Linked DNA regions of Columba livia: region 1 is linked to region 2. A link is a contact called in public Hi-C data. All regions are on one chromosome and are shown on one strand. Each heading gives the region's core, a stretch centred on a gene start, on an enhancer-like site or on the middle of the called end of the contact. The rest is flanking DNA. Distances are from core to core; before and after follow the strand shown.

Region 1 (6,538 bases), core at 2,688-5,187, 250 kb before region 2:
AGTACATTCACTACAGGGATTTAAATGAGATACTTCCCTCTTGTAACCTCAGGAACTTTCTCTTTATCTGTGTAAGAATTTACTCCCAAAGCTAACTTGAAACATTTGTGTGAAAAAAAACACCTTTCACAGAGGTATCTTCATCATGGTCACCTCTAGCTCACACTACTATTTGATCATTCCTGTTTTGTATTATTAAACACTTCCAAATGTTTATTTTCAATATATGAAACACATTGTATGTTGCAAAAACTCAAGCTTCAGAGCCAGAGATCTTCTTTGAAGACTGTCCAGAATTCTTTCTGTGAAATAAATTACTGCAGTTACTGCTTACTGACATGACTAATCATGCTTGCTCTAAGCATTTCGCTTTTGTTCTAACATACAAGAAAAAATAAACATTGGATAAATTAGAGGCTCAGTATAACAATATACAGGTCAAATACTGGACTACCTGCTGTGTATGACTTTCCATGTTGTCTTCCAATCTCTTTGCTGAGAAACAGTCAGCCTGTTCATCTGTTTCTTTATTGTCAGTGATATTATCTTGCACCAACTCTGTGCATTTGGGTTCAGAAGGTTCATCTTCATCATCACTGGAAAGGACAACTAAAGAGGAAAAAAGTACTATACCTGTACTACAAGATGCAGACTTGAAAATATTTCATTCATTTTGGATTTCAGACGAGCAAAGAATGCTCTCTTGCAGTAAGTAATATCAAAGCACATTGCTCAAACCAGTCAAGGTGTGCATGCGTGAAAATGAATGCAACAAGTACTGTGTTGTACCTTTATTCACACCTTTTACCCAAGATCCTCAAAATTATTTGAATATTAAAAGAAACAGGCCACAACATAGCAGCTTCAAATAAGACAGAATATTCTCAGTTTAAACATCATTAAAAATTACAAGATAGATTTTCCACACCCACAAAATCAGCTGCAAAATAAGGACAGGAATTTCAAAATCATAGAATCACAGAGTCATTTAGGTTGGGAGAGACCCTCAAGATCATCGAGTCCAACCATAACCTAAATCTGGCACTAAACCATGACCCTCACCTTTTTAAACACCACAACTTCTAAATACCTCCAGGGATGGTGATTCAACCATCTCCCTGGGCAGCCTGTTTCAATGCCTGACAACCCTTCCCGTGAAGAAATTTTTCCTAATATCCAATCTGAACCGCCCCTGGTGCAACTTGAGGCCACTTCTTCTCATTCTATCACTGGTTGCTTGGGACAAGAGACCAACACCCTCCATGCTACAACTTCCTTTCAGGTAGTTATACACAGCAATAAGGTCTCCCTTCAGCTTCTTTTCTCCAGGCTAAACAGCCACAGTCCTCTCAGGCACTCCTCATCAGCCTTGTGCACCAGACCCCCCACCAGCTTCAGTGCCCTTCTGCTGTCTATCCTGTTTCTCAGATACAAGACCATCTACACTCCAGTAGAGGACACTGGCACTAGGCACTGTTATCTAACCTGCACAATGCATTACAAACAACATGGTCTGTCTTCAATCTTTTATTCTGTATGTTTTAACTAGTCAGCCATGCATGAGTTCTCCTAGTTCTTAAGCATACCAATGGTAATTGTCAGCAGCACAGACACAGTACATACTTGGGTCAACTGAAACAAGCCGATGATTACCCGTGGAGATTTTGTTCCGCAGCTTGAAGTACTGTGATGTGTCCATCTTTAATTTCTTGATGGTACTAACTTGTGGTGAAATCACATCCTCAGCACTGGCAGAAAGCTGTTTCTCTGACAAATTTCTGGTGGGAGACTCTGAGACAGGTTCCTCTGTGCAGCTGTGAGAAGGCTGTAAGTGGTTGTGGGTGGAAGTGTCTTTATATTCTCTTTCTAACGGCTGTGGAATACAATCCAGCACCAGAACTGCATTAGATCTGCAACTTTGTTCATCCTCACAGGGTGTTCTGCAGCCAGGAGACTGAGCTGAACTCAATCTTTGCTCTTTCTAGAAAACAGATATCAGAGACAGGAAATATGTTTATTTCTTGAGATTTTGATGATGGTTCAGATCAGTTACCACTGAGACTTGGCTATATGCGAGACAAAATAATTACTGCTTAATGCAGCTGCACTTAGATCTTAAGCCAGGGTAATTTCTCCCTCCTCATATTCCAAAGGTTATTACATAAAGGTATGACCCCCACTCAAACTGAACAAGAAACTATTTCTGATTTTTTAGCAGTGTGCTCACTGTCTGACAGTAAAAGACCAAGCACCAGGGAAGCTCATTACTTTGCCAATGTGTGGGTTGGTCAACTGGGTGAACAGGACTCAGCAACTACCTATATCTGTACGGTTTTAATCAGAAGGTTAGAGAGATGTCTTTATTGTACTCAAATGCTTAAATATAAATCACAATTTGTTCTTGACTAACTGATTCCCTCAGTCTTTTTTTTTTCCCCTTTCAAATCTTAATGACAGATAAGAATAAAATGGTATGATAGATTAAGGAGGAAGAAGAAAGATGACATCTGCAAGATTTTAATAACCCCAGATATGCTTCGTAATTTTTGTGTCAAAGTCCCTAATTAGTTCTATACCATCTATGAAAGAAGCTTCACTTAAACAGCTAGATGCCTTATTTCCAAAATTGTTATTCTCCACGCTCCTGTCTGAAGGACACACTGTCATTCATCTCTCACAACCTTTTTGCTAAAACAAGCATATTCTGTAGCTGTGGACAGAAGTACAAATATTCACTCTTATTGATGCATCACTGAACTACTTTTCCTCAATAGGTTTAGCAGTATCCCTAGATATCCTGCTTACTAATACAATTCTTTTATTTTGGATGTTGTGACTGCTGCTGCTGAAGTATGTGTGCATGTGTGTACACAAACACATTAAGTGCAACTTACAGACAGCAGAAGTGATTTTTCTGGAATGTGGGCATTACAATCATCAGAAATATAGCCACTACATCTTCTTTTCCTTTTCTCAGAATCAAAAGAGCCAGATTCCTTCTGACTAAGAGTGGTGCCGTTCATGTTTCTGCTCCTCTTCTCCAGTTCATCATAGTTCTTGTTTTCTGTATCAGGCAAAAAAAAAAAAGGAAGTGATTTAATTAGTTCTCCTTAAAATTCTTTGTATTTCTTCAGATCTGTTACGTCTTAAATAAAATGCACAGAGCAGATACCTTCCATGATAGTTCTTCCCTTTTTTAATTGTGTGTGGTTGCCAAAATATATTCCCTAAAATAATTAAGGAAAGATTATTATTGCATGATTAGTTAAGGTAAAGGTATGATCAAATTGACAGCTCCCTTCCAAGTAAGAACTAGCACTCCATACTCCACAGTCTTTATTCTGTCTTCTGATGGATGCAATATTCTCAATTTTTTGTTTTCATCTGCAAATATTACTAACTAGTACAAAAAGTACACTCTCTCTGGAGACTCAGCACAGAGCTCCATTTTTCAGCAATAAATACAAATATTGTCATTTAGCATAAACGTTTTAGCATGATTCACACACCATTTGAGCATTCTTAATGTATTACATTCTTCAGTATAAAAGACTTTTTTATAAAATTAGAATCTTAATGGTGCAGTGAGGTTTCCCTCAGTTTCCTTTTTCTTCCATGGATCTGATTCATCATAGCTTTATTCCTGTTGAAAACCAGCTATTTGATATATTTTACCATATCTGTAAAAAACTGCATTTTGAGGAAACACATATGTTGTATGCAACACCTGTTTTACTTCTGTGCTCTCCTCATAATATTAGACTAAAAAAAGAAATTCTCAACACTCTCCAAATCTTACATTTAAATGCCAGATTATTGCTCACTACAAACCTTTCTTCTGAAGCTCCCGTCTTCTAAAAGTGAAGGCTTTTTTTTTTTCTGGTTCCTTAGAAGCCTTGGTCAATTTACACAGATCATCATCTGTCTTCCTCAGGCAGCGCTCAGACCTGTAAAGAACAATAACTGTGACTTATCTTTAATTTTGAAGGAACACTGAATAAAAACCCCAACAGAAACAATAGTTGGTTAGACCAGAAACTTCTGCCTCTTCCGTAAGCATGTGGAGCTTGGCAAGTGAAACACAAACTAATTCAGTTCCTGTCATGGAAATACACAGGTGCTCTGACGTTATTAATGGAACAGATGCTTCTAAGAGGCATAAAGAATGAAAATATTACATGCTTGACATCAGACACTACAATACTACTTTGCTGTAAAGCAGCACTGCAACAAGAAAAAAGGAGAACAACAGTCATTTGAGTGTATCCTTGCCTTTATCATGAAGGCAGCGGGAATGAGGCAATGTAGTATATTTTTTATCCAGATTTAGAACTGCTATTAGAGTCCACTGAGTAAGTTCCTGCAATGGAAGAAGTTTCGAAATAGAAATTCCTGCTCAGAAGGGCCTGAAACATTAACTTTGAAGGCGGCGGGATACAGGATGTGAATGAGGAAGAAACAGAAAAGCATTACAGTATGAGAAACTATGCAACCTACAGGTGTTCAGCTGAGTTTGTAGTTTCATTCAAAAAGGAGGACAAGCAGGAAAGTAATCAGTTTGTTTTGTTTAGTTTTTTTTCTTAATTAGCTTTTTTATAAATAGGAGAATATATTCAGGAGGTTCTGATAGACTGAACAGTTTGACATAATCACATTTGAGGTCTGATCTTGTAGACATACTCGGCTTCTCTGGAGACTAGTTACAGCTGACAAAAGTCTACATAACTATTTTGGTTTCTAGCATACGCATTAGGATAACATTTTGTTATATATTCATGTGGTATCTTCTCACATGAACTTAATTATATTCAGTAAACAAGACCTCTCTTCTGAAAATTTATCAGGGTTAAAAGATATAAGCAACTAACCTTCATGACCTCTGCTTCATTTTCTGTGAGAGTTGGAAAATAAAAAAGAAAACAAAGATTTCATAGATAGAGCAATTTAATGATGCTCTGGAAAACGTGTTCTATTCCTCCTTTTTTCACGTCACTTAATCCCAAATGATTTTGCGTTCACTGCTTTATAAAGTGCTTAACTCAGAATGTTGCAGTCTCCAATTTGCAAAAACTAAGTGTGATCATCACAATGACTGCTGAGCCTGGACCCGTAAAGAACATTCTTGACATCTCTAACTACAATAGATAGCCAAAACTGTTGTATGCTTTCTGAACAGATGCCTATTCTTCAGTGCTCTATCTGTAGATTGAAGTATCATTGCTCTTTGGGAATACCGTAAAGACAAATAAAGATTTCCAGAGTACTCTGATACTATAGTGATTAACAGTATATAAGCACCATGAAGAAATCACTGATTATCTTTCCATTCACAAAGAATGATGAATTGGACTGTATACAGAAAAGGCGTTCTGCCAGCACTGTCATTCATTCTGTATATTGAACAAGACAAGAGTCTTCCAGAGATTAGTCAGCTCTAGTTCAGGAATAACTTCACTACAGAAAACTTAATTTTGGAACCCACATCTCTCTCTCTCTAATATTAGTACACATAACAGTTATACAGATTTGACTGCCTTAAAAGACCACACAAAACCATTAAGTGATTTTTAGCATTTAACACCAGTATCCCAATTCAGGCATCTCGACAGTAGGAAACATTTCAATAGGAATGTTTCAGCTAATAAACTTTCCTAAACATTTACTCCACACACAAATCCTTCACATTTTCACTTCCAATCTTTGCTGATAACTCAGTTTAAAATGCACCTCTTAGCAGATACATGCATAAGCCAAGAAGCTACGGCAGTATACAGCGAAGTGTTCTCAACAGCCATGAGAAACAATTATGAAATGCTTTAAATGCCTCAGTTTCTATACATTAAGACCTACCTCATATTTGTTAGTTATACTGATAGGTCAGTCATATTGACTTAAGCAAATGTATTTCACATTGGGTTGCAGTAAGCAATCAATGCAAAATTCACCCATTCTGTAATACCAAAAGCAAGAAAAAAAAAACAACAGAGAATTCACAGCAAGTTCTAGCTGACAGAAGTAGGTTAAATTATTAGCACCCTTTTCTGATCACACACAATTCTTTGACTTAACTTGAAACTGCCATAGTACAAAACTGAGACAATTCTCAGTAAAACAGAGCATATATTCTAGCTACTCTGACGACACAAAAGAATCTCGACATGGCCATCATATGCAGAGTCATCGTCAAGTGTATCTTATTCACAGACCTTAGTTACAGAGAGGTGAGCAGAATCAAACCACAGCCATGTTGAAATAATACCCTAAGTTGTCCATTTCCCATGCCATATCTACTGCAACTTACAGTAATATGCTGGCCACCGGGGAGGAGTGAAAAATTAGCCTGATGTTGGTTCTTGCTAATAACAAGCCTTTTACTTAATACATTAGAAAAGTAGATCACAGGAATGGAAAGTTAATCCTTCAAGCAATGAACCACTCCAAACCTAAAGTTCAGTATACCAACTACTAAAAAAGCTGACTACTACAAACCATTCTTGTGCTTAACACAAAACTCAACAGCCGCCCTTCAGATACAAGT
Region 2 (7,128 bases), core at 837-3,336:
TTAGATTAATAAGAACCTTCTTAATTAAACAGTGTCATTCCTTGTTGCATGCTGAAATGGCTGATGATAAATGCCATTTCCATGCGTTGTCTTCTATTAACTTCCCTCACTTTTCCTTATGAGGACTATATATCACGCAAAGAAACTAGATCTTAACAATGCTTTTTCTCTTGGCGCCTGTCATGTGGTTGATTGTTGTGGCTTTTTTGTTTTTGCCTTCTTTTATCTAAATCCAGGCTGTGTTTTAGACTTCTGTGGCTGTGCAAAAGATGAAGGATAATTAAAGAACTTTGTATTTTGTACAGAAGGACTAGGCTTGTGGTCCTTCATGTGTTTTTCCATTGCTCCCTGGGCCAGGCATAGACACAACTGCCTCTCTCTGGATGTATGAGACTTGTCCATTTTGTGTCTTTGCTCTGGAGCCCGTTCAAAATAGCTAGAGGAAGACAACTAGATTTTGACAAAAGTTCCAGCTAGTCTTGCAGCAGTGATGGACAGTGGATGACTGGGGAGGAGTACAAGGACAGGACAAACAGATGATGATGCATTTCTGTTATAGTCTGCCTAAGCCACGTTGCTGTGGTTTTGTTCAAGCTGTGGATCTTCATTCTACTTCCATAACTGGTCAGTTCTTGTGCCTTCAGGATTTCCCATTGTGCCCACTGTCCTCTTGGGTTAGCAGATGTGCTCTCTTCTTTTACCAGCATAGCAGTTCCAACCCCATAGAGCTCTATCTCTGCCCTGACATTGCTGACTTAGGTGCTGTTCTCACCATCTTAGCACAAGCTGGTGAAGCCCCTTGCTACGGCTGGTGTAGTGGGGCTACAGGATCAGTCAAATATAAGTAGTTTCTCTGCATCTGCTAAGAGACTTACCTCTCTTTTTCAACTTTACATTAATAGCAGGTTGTATGGGGTTGATTGTTGTACAGTGCTGGCACCCCTCTAAATATACAGGCAATATGCTGGGCTTGAGCAAATCCCCAAAAGAGCAGGAGAAGACACTGAGCAATAACCTCTGTTCTATTAAGTACCTTTTGATGTCTGAAGCAAGCGTTCTCCTTTATTGGAGAAGGGCTCCCTCTGGAAGGAATGTGTGTCTTACCTACAGGATCCAGGCCAGGGCTCTTCCAGAACCCCTGCTATGGGCAGTGGGTGGATAGGGGAGGGACATGGTCCCTGTGGGGTTTGCTGGGCTATGGGAGGTGGGGTGACATCAGGGTGGTAGAGCAGGCTAGGACCTGGGGTGGCATGGTAGCAGAGAGGGCAGGCAAAGGTTTTCCTCTTTGGTCAGCTGAGCCCTTGCTCACCTGGTCCAGGTGAGTGTCAGTGATATCTTGCAATATCCAGAGCTGTCTCTGCTTTGTATCTTGTACTAGTCAATAAGTCCTAGCTCTAATGGGAGGGGTTTTGAGTCTCTCAGTTGGTGCAAAGGTACCAAGCGAGCTGAGTATGACCTCTAGTGTCCTGTTCTATCAGATACTGAGAGTCAGAGCTTGTTGGGTGATTCAGCTGCTGGGATCCTCTGTGCTGCTTGTAAATTGAGACCTGCAAATCTGTGAGGGGAAAAAAAAAAAAGACACCAGAGAGATGGGATAGCTAGGTTGCTTGCCATCAAGCACCTACTCTAGTGGGCTCAAACAGTGCTGTGGATATCTGTATTTTGAACTAGAAGAGCCGTTGCTAAAGCCTGCACAATTTTTTAAAAATGGATCCACAACTGGATCTCATTGCCAAAGCAGGGCTTTTAATAAATGTAGAGCAGAAACTTTCATTAAACTAAAAGCTCTAACAGACATGGTCTTTCAAGCAAGGACAAAGTAAATATTGTATCACAGTAGCTTTTATTAATGTTTACTTCTCTAATTGGTAGAACTCTGTTGTAGGGTCTTTGGCCTCCTGTGCATCTGAGATGTACTTTCTTAGCAGCAGCCCAGGTTGGGTGTCAGAGGGACATAGATTCAAAAGTTCCAGCCCATCTCACTTGGGTTATAGCAGGATCTACTGTCCTCCACAAAAGAACTGCAGAAGCAAAATTACTCATCCTGACCATGTTGATGTGAAAGCAAGACCTAGCCCAACAGAGTCTGTGTACCCTGAAGAGTGTCCATTCCCTGAAATATAGACTTAAGTGACAAGCAATAGCATTGCTAACAATAAGATTATCCATTTATCTGCTATATTTAATTTTAATCTTAAGCAGTATAAGCATCTAGCAGGTAAGGTGGAACAAGTGGCATTTCCATCTTGCTTTTAGTTTCTGGTGGATGTGTACATGGGGACTATCGCTGCTTATCTTCCGTAGCATTCTTCTGTAGATGTGGTCAAATATGTGTTTGCCTATAACTCTGAGGTGCTTGTATACCTGGATGTCATTGAAGAAATTTATCGCTTGTGCTCACTAAGTGCAAAACATCCTTTGCAGTGAGAAACTTTAATAGTTCTGTATTTGTGATCTGTGGTGCTGACTCACAGCCATGAGTAAAATGTAAATTTGCACTGATGCAGATCGTGGCTTCCATGCCCTTGACTCAGAAGTTATTTCCCCCTGAGGTATCTGGCCCTGCTTCAGCAGTGACTCAACTGTTTGTGGCGCTGAATACCACAAATAACAGCCTGGCATATTGAGGAAAGCTGAAACTGGCACTGATTATATATTAATATGCTGCAGCTAAGCAGCTGCTTTGTGAGCATCTGAGTCATGCCTGCAGCTGGCTCAGGAAGTCTGAGGTAATTTGGAATAAGGCCTGCTGCTGCTGCAACTCTCACTCTTCCTTTCTCCAACCAAAGCCCTGTGTCATTTCAGTATCTCAGCAGCCAGGGAGAACCTTCCTTACCCTGGAAGGCAGAGAAACCTGGGAAATGAAACAGAGCTTAACTTCCCTTCTGTCTCTGCCTAGTGTCTGTCACGGCAACGTAACCTTGAACATGAGTGAAGCTCCTGGTCTTTTTCTTGCAATGTTTTCTCTCATGTGATCATGCTCAACAACATATGCCGGCAAGAGTGTTACAGGGATCAGTTAGGGCACATTTGGGGTTTCAGAAGCACATAAAGCACACTCCATAACACCCGGTGTTTCTAAAAATTGCCTCTTCAGTGTCTGCTCCCCAAGGCTTTTTCCCAGGTTAATTGACATTTTTGTTAAGGAAAAAAAAAAAAAAGCTTCAATTTTTTTAACCTTCTAAAAATTATTTTTTGGTTCTTATCTAATATGAACTGAAATGAACTCTGTGGTGAAGGCTACCCAGCCTTGGAGAAAGGTGATGTGTGAATGCTCTGAGATGATAGAGAAGATGAAAAAGCATACCTGTTGGTCTTTTGCATTTCCTTGTGGTTTAAAGGCACAGGAAAGGCTTCAACAGCTGCTTTCTCTTTAGACTAAAGCACACTCATCCTTGCTTTTAAAGCTGTGCTAGGGTAAGTACTGAAAAAAAACCACCCTTTTTTGTTATGCCTGCATGGTACAGTAGAAACCATTTTAATGGTAATGTCTGCAGACTGTTAATTTTGTTTGTAATGAGACTGGAGAATGGTGACATGTAAGATACCTCTGAAAAGACATGGCTGGCAAAAGCTGGTTTGGGTTAAATTACTAAATTGTATTTTAGCCTCAAATATATTCCCCCGTTGATTCCTAGAGAGCTTAGGGTGTTGCCTATAAAGAAGGAGGTTGCCTTCATATGTGGAAAAAGCAACAGTTTTTGGAAGAAAAAGATATTCAAATGTCAGACTGAAAAGTGATGGTAACTGGCACACAGGGAAATCTGCCTTCGTGTCTGGGCTTCTTGATGGAGGGCTCACAGCAGCAGCTGCTTTTCCCAGTGAATAGACAATGTGCTCTCACTGCCTTTTGTGTGCAGATGGATGCTCGGGAGGGGCAGGATGATGGAGACAGCTTTGCTGGCATATGTGCATGATAATGCCTATCAGTCTGGAGCTAGGAAAAGGATCCGTGCAAGGGAAAGGATAGGGAAATAGAATATAAGACATGAAAGCAGACCCTTGTCTGAGCAGTGTTTTCTAGCGTATCTGTTCTTCACAGGCATGAACTCAATATCCAATTTATTTTATAGCAAAAAACTACTACCCTTGAAGTCCTTTAACTGGCCAAAGATTCGTTACGTTAGCCTTTTCTCTACTAGCTCAGATCTCTCTTGTTTGTTCTCATTTGGTATTACAATTTTTGGATTAGACAATGCTTTAGGGAAAGGCAAAGAAACAAAATTAACACCTTAAAATGTAGTACATCTGTATGAAGTATGGAGAGCTGTGTGTGAGAAATGCTTCCTTGTCTGCAAGGGTGATCTGCCTGTGCAGTGAAGCATGAAATTTGATTATTACCTTATTACAACCCTTATTGTAGCTTGTGGGTCTGAAAACATTATTAATGTAAATAAAATGATTCAGCCTTTCCTAGGCAACATAGTCCTTCCTTAATTTTCAGAGGCAGTGAGTCTCGCCAGTTGGTTCTGTGCAGCCCAAGCTGGCAATTATTCTTTGCCCCACAACTTGTTTTCACTGTAGCTGTGGGATGACGGAACCACAGAAAGTCTTTTCTTTCTGACCCTATGCAATGTAAAGCTGAACACTTTGCAAGGACTCAGATTTGTATTGTGTGCTGGTGGGTTTTTTTAAAAACAAAATCCCTTGTCTGTCAGGTCAGGAACATCCCTGTTACTCAGGTGGGACAGGAGCACACGGTGTGACTGTCGGCATATTTTGACATATGCCTCGCGTCCAAGATAGCCTTTATTTACCCCTACCTGGCTCTGCTGGGTACTGGGAGGAGTGAGTAAAATCGGAGTGTTGCCGCCGAGCCAGGCCCTGCAGATGGCAGCAGAACAGCACCGAAGACAGAGCCCGGTCCCCCCGGCGCAGCAGCATCCCCGACTCTGCCTCAGCCAGACAACTGAATCCTTCTGCAAGGTTCAAGGGCGAAGGCAGTGAATTCAGGTATTCAAACCATGTGCGAAGGTCCCATGCTGGAGTTCAACACTTTGCATTCAGGCATGGCAGAGAAGAGAGAGGGGGGGGAAAAAAAAAGCTTTGGAAGAAATTGAGCCATGAAGAGGGAAAAAAAAAGCCACAAACACAGAGTGCATATTAATAGTGTATTATAAGGTGATGTCCTCTCAGTGTGTCTGTGTAAATACTGGTGAAGGAACTCAAATTAGGGCGTTTCCCAGGAGGGGCTCTTAACTACAGTTATGATGAATTCTCTTGTTCTCAGCCTGAACTGAGGGATGCTTTCAGCAAAGTGGAACAGGTTCAGTGATACAGACTGGGAGAAACCTGCTCCCAAAGAGGAACTGAAGTTACATCATGAGTGGTCTTTGACTGTTGAGTATTGGGGGCTCTTGCTGCTGGGGCTAAAGGATGAATTGCAAGAGCTGTAAGACTCTCAGTGTACCTTGTCCTGATCGCTGTCCTCCCACACGTGTTGTAAGGTGGGAGACAGGCATCTGCACAGAATTTCTATCACTTCCAGAGTACTTGGTTTATTCTGGAAAAATCTTCAGACAGCTGTTGAAGCTAGTTATGAGCCTGTTTTGCTTGGTTAGCTTATGCGCCAGGATCTAGCTCTGGGTGTCTGTTAAGATTATTTATTATTGTGAGTGAATGTAATTATTATAGCAGGCTGAAGAGGCCATTTACTGTACATAATAACTGCTGATTTTATTTGTTGGTATATTTTATTGTTAGTAAAAGCACCCACAGCAATGGATCTGGTGTTCTGATATCAATCAAAATAAGACAGCTGTGAGAAAAGGCTATAGCCCATGCAAAACAAACCCTCTTCAGCAGCATTTTTATTATGCATTTTTAATACACATGCAGGTGGTAGTACATAACCTCTGGAAGATGTGCGATTAAACAATGCACTCTTTTCAGACCTCATGCCAATATACCAATTTTATGTCTGCAACCATGTTTCTGCTAGTGTTTTTTCACAACTGTAATAAAAATTAAACAAAAGGCAGTGTTCTATATAATGTGGTTTATTAGGCATATTGAGCAATAATACACAGATCAATGAACCTGTGTGTTACCAAAGATCTCTAAGTCATGACTGTAATACTTGCTGACTTGAAAATGAGCTCAGCATTTAGTTTGCTCTTAACATAAGGGTCTGCAGGATGAGTGCTTTGCTTTGTACTTACAAGCCCCCTTCTTGACCTCTAGAGCACTAAATGGCTATTTAGGGGGGTTGTTTCCCCCACTTATTTGCTTTAAATAACTAAAAGCTTCATCTGGCTTCTAATATATTTTCAGTACTGTCAAATCAAAGTAGTCAATTAGTTTTAGCCAAATGAAAAATGGCGAATCTCAGAAGTGCCATTGTGTCATCAATTTCCTGATCCAAGTTTGTGTGATACTTAAGGCTGCCACAGTACTGAAGTGCAGGAGTAAAAGGAGTGGATCACAACCCAAAGCCTCAGTGGCAATATGAGAAATACAGCATTAAAGCATCTAGGTTTGACTTGGGTAGAAATTGAGAATATGCACTCTGTCTCTGAAGAGTATCTGCTGGTTAAAGGATAATGTAAGATGTCATTCACAGGCTCATAAGGTGGGTCTTGATCTGTTTTGATCAAAATACTTATGAGTTTGAGAGAATGTTTTCAGTGGTGACAGCACTTCTTGGCACAATAAAGGATTCCAAATTTTTTGTACTTAAGGTCAGCAGAAAAGAAGGCAAATCACACTTAGCACTATACATTAGATGGCAGTTGTGAATATCTCTTGGAAGATGATCCAGTTGTGAGGATTTTTCTGCAGGGGAAGCCTGGCCATGTTTTGCATCCAGGGATTGTCCTAAGCACCGGGCCATCCTAGGATACACAAGTGGAATCACATCGAAACTGTTGCTTGGTCAAAAAATATTAAGATTTTAATTCTTTGAGGTCAGACTTTTGCCTCTGTTAAAAGTGGCCATCAACTGGGGAGGAGGGGGAAGTAGATGACTTGCCATGGATTGAATGGAGCATTGAGTTATAAGTGACCAAAGTTTTAGATTGTTTTGGAAGCATTTCTGAAACAATATTCCTACCTTCCCCTCATTTAGGTCACTGGCCTTGAAATGCATTCCTTGAATACTGTCAGAAGTCTAGCTAGTTTTCATATTGA

The links. Hi-C and Micro-C count contacts between places; a contact is called where the count stands out from the background.
Region 1: a Hi-C map of liver shows a contact between it and region 2, with 3 times the contacts expected there. The contact joins two enhancer-like sites. A contact is called at or near these places in 2 of 2 Hi-C or Micro-C datasets (crop and liver).

The regions. Positions count from the first base shown.
Region 1 is chr1:72,042,665-72,049,202 of bColLiv1.pat.W.v2, reverse strand. SENP7 (SUMO specific peptidase 7) reads right to left here. Exons shown (of 24, transcript XR_002418699.2): 7 at 3,832-3,947; 8 at 2,895-3,064; 9 at 1,624-1,981; 10 at 452-609. Among named protein-coding and RNA genes, the nearest start is that of IMPG2, 20 kb to the left of the region's middle. Within about 2 kb of position 3,937, at least 1 of the 3 cell types and tissues checked has an H3K27ac peak away from gene starts, as active enhancers do.
Region 2 is chr1:71,787,834-71,794,961 of bColLiv1.pat.W.v2, reverse strand. No RefSeq gene overlaps it. Among named protein-coding and RNA genes, the nearest start is that of ZPLD1, 51 kb to the right of the region's middle. Within about 2 kb of position 2,086, at least 1 of the 3 cell types and tissues checked has an H3K27ac peak away from gene starts, as active enhancers do.